2 separate regions of the Anser cygnoides genome follow, and region 1 is linked to region 2. A link is a contact called in public Hi-C data. All regions are on one chromosome and are shown on one strand. The core of a region is the stretch at or near the end of the contact, and the rest is flanking DNA. Distances in the headings are between cores, read along the strand shown.

Region 1 (3,310 bases), core at 444-2,943, 180 kb before region 2:
CAACCGGAGAGGAGCAGCATCCCGGCGCTGGCTTGTTTCTACCTCCAGCAGGCCCTGCGTTTCTCCTGCGAGAGCAGGGCCGTGCCCACCCAGAGGACGCTGTGCACCATCTTGTCCCGGCTGCACCTCCAGCACGGCCTGCTGCACGGGGCGCTCCGCCACGCCACCAGGGCCGTGGCCTTCAGCAAGCTGATGGGCGAGGAGGAGGCCTTTGAGTCTTCCCTCTCCCTGGGGTGGATGTATCTCCTGAACAGCCAGCCGGGCCCAGCTGCAGAGCTCATGGGACAGCTCCTGCGGTCCCTGCACGGGACGGACAGCGTGACGCAGGGGGGGGCTGTGCACAACCTCCTGGCCATTGCCCTCAAAGGGGAAGGGCGGGTGCAGAAGGCTGCGGAGAACTACCTCCGGGCCCTGCAGAAGGCCAAGGAGACCGGCAACAAGAGGAACCAGGCCATCGCCCTGGCCAACCTGGGGCAGCTGAGCCTCTCGCACGGAGCGAGCCAGCTGTCTGAGCACTACCTGCTGCAGTCTGCTCGGCTCTACGCTGAGCTGCAGGGCTGCCAAGACCCGGAGCTGGAGGCGGTGCAAGTGCTGCTGTGGCTGGCGCAGGCCATGGTGAACAGGCAGAGGGTGGAAGATGGCAAGCTCTGCTATGAACTGGCGCTGGGTTTTGCCCTGAAGTGGCGTAACGTGAGGAGTGAGTACCACTTGGCTGGCAAGAACTCACCGCGGGGCAGCGCCTGTTAGGTCCCTAAAGCCATCCCTTTCCCTTCCCTATACCACGCAGGTCAGCTCCACGTCACGGAGGCTCTCTGCCATTTCTACAGCAAGGTGTCCCCCAACCTCCAGGCCTGCATCACCTACCACGAGCACTGGGTGTCTCTGGCCCAGCAGCTCCAGGACAGAGAGATGGAAGGCAATGTTCGGCAGACCCTCAGCCAGCTCTACCAGGCTTTGGACACCTCCGAGTAAGTCCTGTTTGGGGCTGTTTCCATGTAGATGCTGTTAGAGCAGTGTCTCTGCTCACCCAACACCAGAACAGTGGCCTTTTTGAGGTGTCTGGAGCCAAAGTCCCTGGGGAGATGTGGGGACGGCGTGTGGCAGCTCCCTGCAGGCAGGCTGGTGGCTGGGGAACTGCTGAGGTTTGTGAGCTGTCCCTGCGCCGTGATGGGGGGAACAGCTCAATGTCAGCCAGAACGTGGTGACTGCTGGGCAAACACTGGGCTGCGAGCTGGGGCACGGCCAAACACGGCTCTCCAGAGAGACACGCGGCCCTCTTCAGAGGGGACCCAGTGACAGGGAATTCATCACTTCCTTTGGAGGCTTATTTCAGTGATTAATCACCGTCCGCCAGCAAAAATAGTCTCCTTATCAGTTATTGAAATAAGCCTGGCTTCAGCCTCCAGCCACTGAATCTGCCCTTCCTATCTCTACCGGAATATTTTCCCCAGGATTGCACGTAAGGCCCTCTATCAGCTCACCCTTCAATCTCCTGCTTGACGTATGCAGGTGGCATAAGGTTAGGCAGGAGGGGAGAGAAAGACTTGGGCAGACCACAGACTTTCTTCCAGTTTTGAAAGAAAACGTGTCAAACAGCGGAGATCTGGCTCCCACGTCCCAGGAGGACAAGCGGGCAGGGACTGTCGTTAACTGGGACGTTAACCTTCCCGTGCTGGGTCGCAGTGAGTTCAGAGGGAAGGAATTTAGGAAGCAGACGCCTGTCATGTGAGCGGTGCTATTTAAGATCACAAAGCGTCCCCCAGCCTGGGCTGGAAGGACAGCTGGAGCGCAGTCAGCAGCAGGCGAGACACCAGGCAAGCAGACATGTCCTGGGCACTGCCCCGCGCTCCCCTGGCCACGGGTGCCTCGTGCCTTCAGCCTGCCACCTCGTCCTGCTGCTCGTCCCCTCGTCCTCCAGTGACACGGGGCTTGGGAAGGGGCTGTCAGGCCTTGCACATGTGGCCACAGAGCCGCCTTTTTGGATGCCCCAAGGGGCAAACAGCAGGCCGAGATGTGGATCTGGGTTCCAGAGGCTGTTTGGGAGATGAAGGCGCAAGCACTGCCAGCCTGCACTCCCTGTGTGGCTGGGGGTGACTTGGGGCTCGGTGCAGGGGGCAAATAGGCTTTGCAGGTGGCCTGGACAAACCTGCTTCATCAGCTGAAATGAGGAGCAGCCACTGGGGAGCAGCTCCCCTGGGGCTGTGCTGAGACAGAAGACACACGTACATGTCCTGCCCTTTTGCCAGGACACATTTCTGGGAGCTGTGGCTGTCCATTTGGCTCTAACCTGCAGCAACAGCAGGAGGAGAAGACAGCACTGCTAACGGGGACATGCTGTAGCCCTGCAGCTGGCTGCTGGTGCCCCGTGGTTGCTCTGTAATGGCTTTCTGCCCATTGCTGCCACAGGGCTTTGAGACGGTCTCTGGACTGCACCAAGCAGAGCCTAAGGATCTTCATCGACCTGGAGGAGACTGGCAAGGTGGCAGAGGCCTGGCTGCAGGCAGGAAGGCTTTACTACCTTATGCAGGAAGACGAGCTGGTGGAAATGTACTTCCAGGTATGGAGGAGGTGTATGGAGCAGCCCCGTTCCCACCCTGGCTAGGTGCATTCCCATCAGGGCTGTGTGGCTCAGTGGGAGACATTTGGGGCTGGAGAACTTGGGAAGTTTTCTCTTGATCAGTAGAAACCTGCTGCTGCAAAGAAGAGCTGTTGCCTCAGCACTCGTGTGCTATCTGCCATTAAATTTCCTATCTTTCCTTCCATAAGTCGGGTTTGGAGGATTCTGGGGTGACAGCAAGTGAATTTATTGAGTCAGAAATTGATGTGGGAGTGCCAGAGAGAGCTGGAGCTGCTAGGTGGTCAGTTCCCATCAAAATGCACATAGATAGAGGGTGAGGTGCCGGGGAAGTGCTTGGAGACTTCTTGGAGTAGAAAACTTCTGGCTTCTTTCCATCTCTAACATTATTCTGTCAGCTGGGCTGCAAAGATGAAGAGCTACTCATAAAATCTTAGGGCTGCATCCTCCAGGGAGCATCTATTTAAAGATGCAGAAGCCTTCCACATACCCAAAGTAAGCAGAGCAGGAGGCTGGCTGGGTCTGCTGGCGTTGCACTGAGCTGTGGTATCCAGCAAAGCACCAGCCTGGGCACACACAGGGGATGCTCTGGGCCCTCACTCTGTGACCCCAGAAGCATTTCAGAGCTGGTGGGGCTGGGCGCCTGAGGCACCTGGTGCTGGGGACAAGGCGAAGAGCCTTTCCCATCAGCGTAGTGCCCCCAAATCAGGGTGCTAGAGGCACCTGTGTTACTGG
Region 2 (3,589 bases), core at 943-3,442:
CAGATTGCAGGCAGTTAACAAGTAATGAAGAGTAAGAATTAATTAATCCTAACCATACCCCAAGAGATAGGTAGACAAACATTAATCTACTGACAGAAATAGAGCAATTGAGGTTATGTGACTTGTTGAAGGCCACAGTGGATATCTAGGACACAGCAAAGATTAGACCGCAAAAACTTTCATTGCAAAGCTTAGTCCTTGCTTCTCGTGAAACGTACTTTGAGGAGTACAATCTTCAAAATATATCATTTGTTTAGGAAAAGCCTTCGTTTGTCTTCTGTACTTTATTAGTACATTGCGACTGCATCCAGATACACGGGATCAAGCAGTAAATATTGACCTTGGCTAATTTGAATATTTACATACACACTAATACATATATATATCTACCATGTACTAAATACAGCACGTGTGTGAGAACAAGGTAGTTAATGAAAGGGTTTAGTACCAAATATTCAGAGCATCATGCGTCAATGTGTTGTTGCAATGCTCCGCAAGCAGACTGCTGTGTCAGGGTGGACATACTTTTCCATGCCAGCTCGCTGTCCTGCAGCCACTCCGTTATGGAACAGAGTCACATTCTGGTTAACCCCCACCAGCTTCACTGACAGCCGTTTTTGGGATCTCAGCGGGCAGGATGATAGCCAGCAGCAGAAGCCCTCCCAGTACCTAAGCGCAGTTCATGCTTTCTCTCTGTACAGTTACACTCTTACAATGATATGCACACATCAACACCTACTCTCATCAAAAATTGTAAACATCCTTTATTTTATTCTCTATTTCTACAATTTTGAAACAATTACATCCAACCCAAACAAACAAACAAAAGTACCCAGTATACTTTTCAAAATACCTGTGCACGCTCAAGCAGACAACCTGTGTGGCCTACAGATACCAGCTGAAAAGAAAGCTCAAACAACTTGAGTGCTATGTGTTTCCTTTCTCTGGTTTAAAGTTCTTCACAGAAAAGAAAATTTTGCTTTTCTTGTAATTAGCGTGAATGCAGGCAGATTCTAATGATCTTTCCCCACATTTTCTTACGATTTGTGAAATTCCTATTTGGGCCCATAAAGCAGATCGACTCTACATCATTTTGTTCTCAGATGATGAAGTGTTCAGCCTCTTGCACTCAGCTTATCTCATACATTTGGGATTTTAATTATTGACACAGGTGTCTTCCCAAAGGTTGACTGGTCTTCCAGCATGAAGAATACATATGAAAATTAATGGTAGAAACGGACCTGTCTGTGTGTTCCTCTCATGTGGTGACTATGAGCCCTATGAACAGCTATGGCATTTTAATTAAAAAAAAAAAATGTATTTGCATTGTTATCTGTAAGTAGGTAAAATATGTTCAGCCTCGGTTCCATTTTCTGCTTTTTTTTGTGTGTAGCAGAACATTAAGCTGCTGTGTACAGCAGAACATAGGGGAACCCAGAGCTCAGTCTGTTATCATGTTTTATTTTTTGCAGCGTCTGCTTTCATTTTTCAATGTTCTGACTTATTTTTCAATGTTCAATGTTCTTATTGCTAGCTGTTTTGAAGAGCGACAGTACATCTGATAGCGTACGAACCGTAATTCCACAGTGAGATCGCTACTAAAATAATATAACCTCTTTGGGCACGAAGTGCACAAAAAAAGCAAACTTTTCTTCTCAGAGGATTGAAGGCAAGTCCTGATTGGCCACGAGGCACTATTTTTGCTTAGCGTTGTTTTTAATTTAAACTGGCATGCTATTAACACTGAGGTGTTATTAGCAGGCTATAGATTTATCCGAGCGTGCGTGTACTTTCTATGTAAAAATGTAAACGGTATTGGCAAAAGGGGGGGGGGAAGGAAAGCCCCAGACTGCGAAGCAAGGTCAGGGCAGGCTCCGCACGACCCCTGGGTCTCGGCCTGGACCCTGCGGGCTGCGAGGAGCCGGGGGCGGCCCCGGTTCCCCACGCGAAGCCCCGCGGCCTGCCCGCCGCCCGGCCCCTCGCCTCGCACCGCCCGGACGGGCCCAGCCCGGCCTCAGGCTCCGCCGAGGCCTACGCCGGGCCGGGCCGGGCCGCGGGCAGAGCGGGCCGGGGCGAGCCGGGGCCCGGCGGCGGAGGCGGAGCGGCGCGGCGCGAGGCAGGCCGCGCCCCGGGGGCGGTGTTGCGGAGCTCGGAGGCGGCTCCGGAGCCATCGCGCCTGCCCGGCCGGCCGGCGGCGGAGCTCGGCTCCAGGGGGAGGGGGGTGGGGGGGCGGCAGCGGAGCGGAGGGGAGCGGAGGGCGGCGGGTCTGCGGGCCCCATGGGCGGGTGTGTGGGCTCCCACCACGACTCCTCGGGCAGCCTCAACGAGAACTCGGACGGCACCGGAGGTGAGAGCCGGGGCCCGGAGGGAGGGGAGGGAAGGACGGAGGGAGGGCTGGCTGCCCACCGAGCCGCGCGGGGACCCGGGGCCTGCGGCGGGGCCGGGGCCGGGGGGGAGCAGCGCTGCGCCCCCCGGGCTCGGGGCGCCGTGCCCGGTTCCCCTCCCCGACACACGGCCGGCCGGGCCGCAACTTTCCCGGGGAGGGCACTGCGGGGACCGGGGGCGCTCGGAGCCCTTCGGGGGCGTCCCCGCTCGCCGAGAGCCGTCCCGGGATGGATCCGGGAGCAGGGAGCTGTGTTTGCCCCCCCGGTGCCCCGGGGGGGGGGAGCGCGGACGAAGCCCACCACCCCCCGTCGCCCCCAGCCCCGGTGCTGGGGAAATAAACACGGGCTGGGGGAACAGCCTGCCCCGGGCTCCCAAACTTTGTTTTCCTTGGGCTCAGCTCCTTGTGGTGTGTGGGAAATAATTCTTCAGATAACTTAGGTCCTGGCACTGCTGTGGGTTGGGCTTTTTTTTTTTTTTTTTTTAAATTCTCTCCGAGGAAGATGGATGCTTTCCTCTAGCCTGGATCACCCCTGCTAAGTAGTCAGTTTCCAGGGACTTCAGATGCTGGAGCAGCCTGTGCGCGCTCATGTGCAAGTGCACACCTCCTTAGCCAGCGTAGCCTGTGTGGAAACACTTCTGCAGTGTAAGTGGCCTCAGCCTTTCTGTTTTACCCTACCTAAATGTCTGAGCGATTGCGTTTTCAGTCTTAGGTTTGCGGACCCCTGATGTTCTCCAGCAGAGCTCTGTATGCTGTGCAGTCGTTTAAAGCCAGCCTACCAACAGGACACTTGTATAAGTATTCCTCGCACATGCAGGGTCCACAGATTTCAGGTTGAAAACTGCTGACCTAGATGAACATCTTCCTCTGTACCTTACAGAGTATTATTTATTGGTCTGTTTTTACCTCAGACAGCCCAGCTGATGGGTGTTCTGTCACAGCAGTGACTTTATTGCTGTTCCACAATGTCCAAAAAACGCAGCTTTTACATCTGAAGCAGCCACCTGCTGATTAATGCCAGATACATAGTTCACAGAAATACCAGGAAGTCCAGATGTGTGGGATTTAATCACATCATTGACATTAAAAGGAATTTTATAGCTTTGCCTAATGTGAGTCTTTCTTACTCTCCCCTCCTCCCTCCCCCCCTTTTTTTAAAAAAAAATCAAGTTACCTAAAAACTACATTAGTACTAAGCAAACTTAC

The links. Hi-C and Micro-C count contacts between places; a contact is called where the count stands out from the background.
Region 1: a contact with region 2 is called in a Hi-C map of fetal liver, with 1.7 times the contacts expected there. The contact joins the enhancer-like site here to the promoter of UBTD2 in region 2. A contact is called at or near these places in 5 of 7 Hi-C or Micro-C datasets (fetal liver, granulosa cells and liver).

What each region holds. Positions count from the first base shown.
Region 1 is chr14:11,146,529-11,149,838 of Taihu_goose_T2T_genome, reverse strand. It overlaps SH3TC2 (SH3 domain and tetratricopeptide repeats 2), which reads left to right. Exons shown (of 19, transcript XM_013191898.3): 13 at 1-697; 14 at 788-968; 15 at 2,407-2,557. Among named protein-coding and RNA genes, the nearest start is that of SH3TC2, 12 kb to the left of the region's middle. Within about 2 kb of position 1,693, at least 1 of the 3 cell types and tissues checked has open chromatin away from gene starts, as enhancers often do. A contact at or near this core is called in fetal liver, where this site is marked.
Region 2 is chr14:10,969,703-10,973,291 of Taihu_goose_T2T_genome, reverse strand. UBTD2 (ubiquitin domain containing 2) reads left to right here and starts at 2,192. Exons shown (of 3, transcript XM_048080408.2): 1 at 2,192-2,347. The coding sequence starts at 2,278.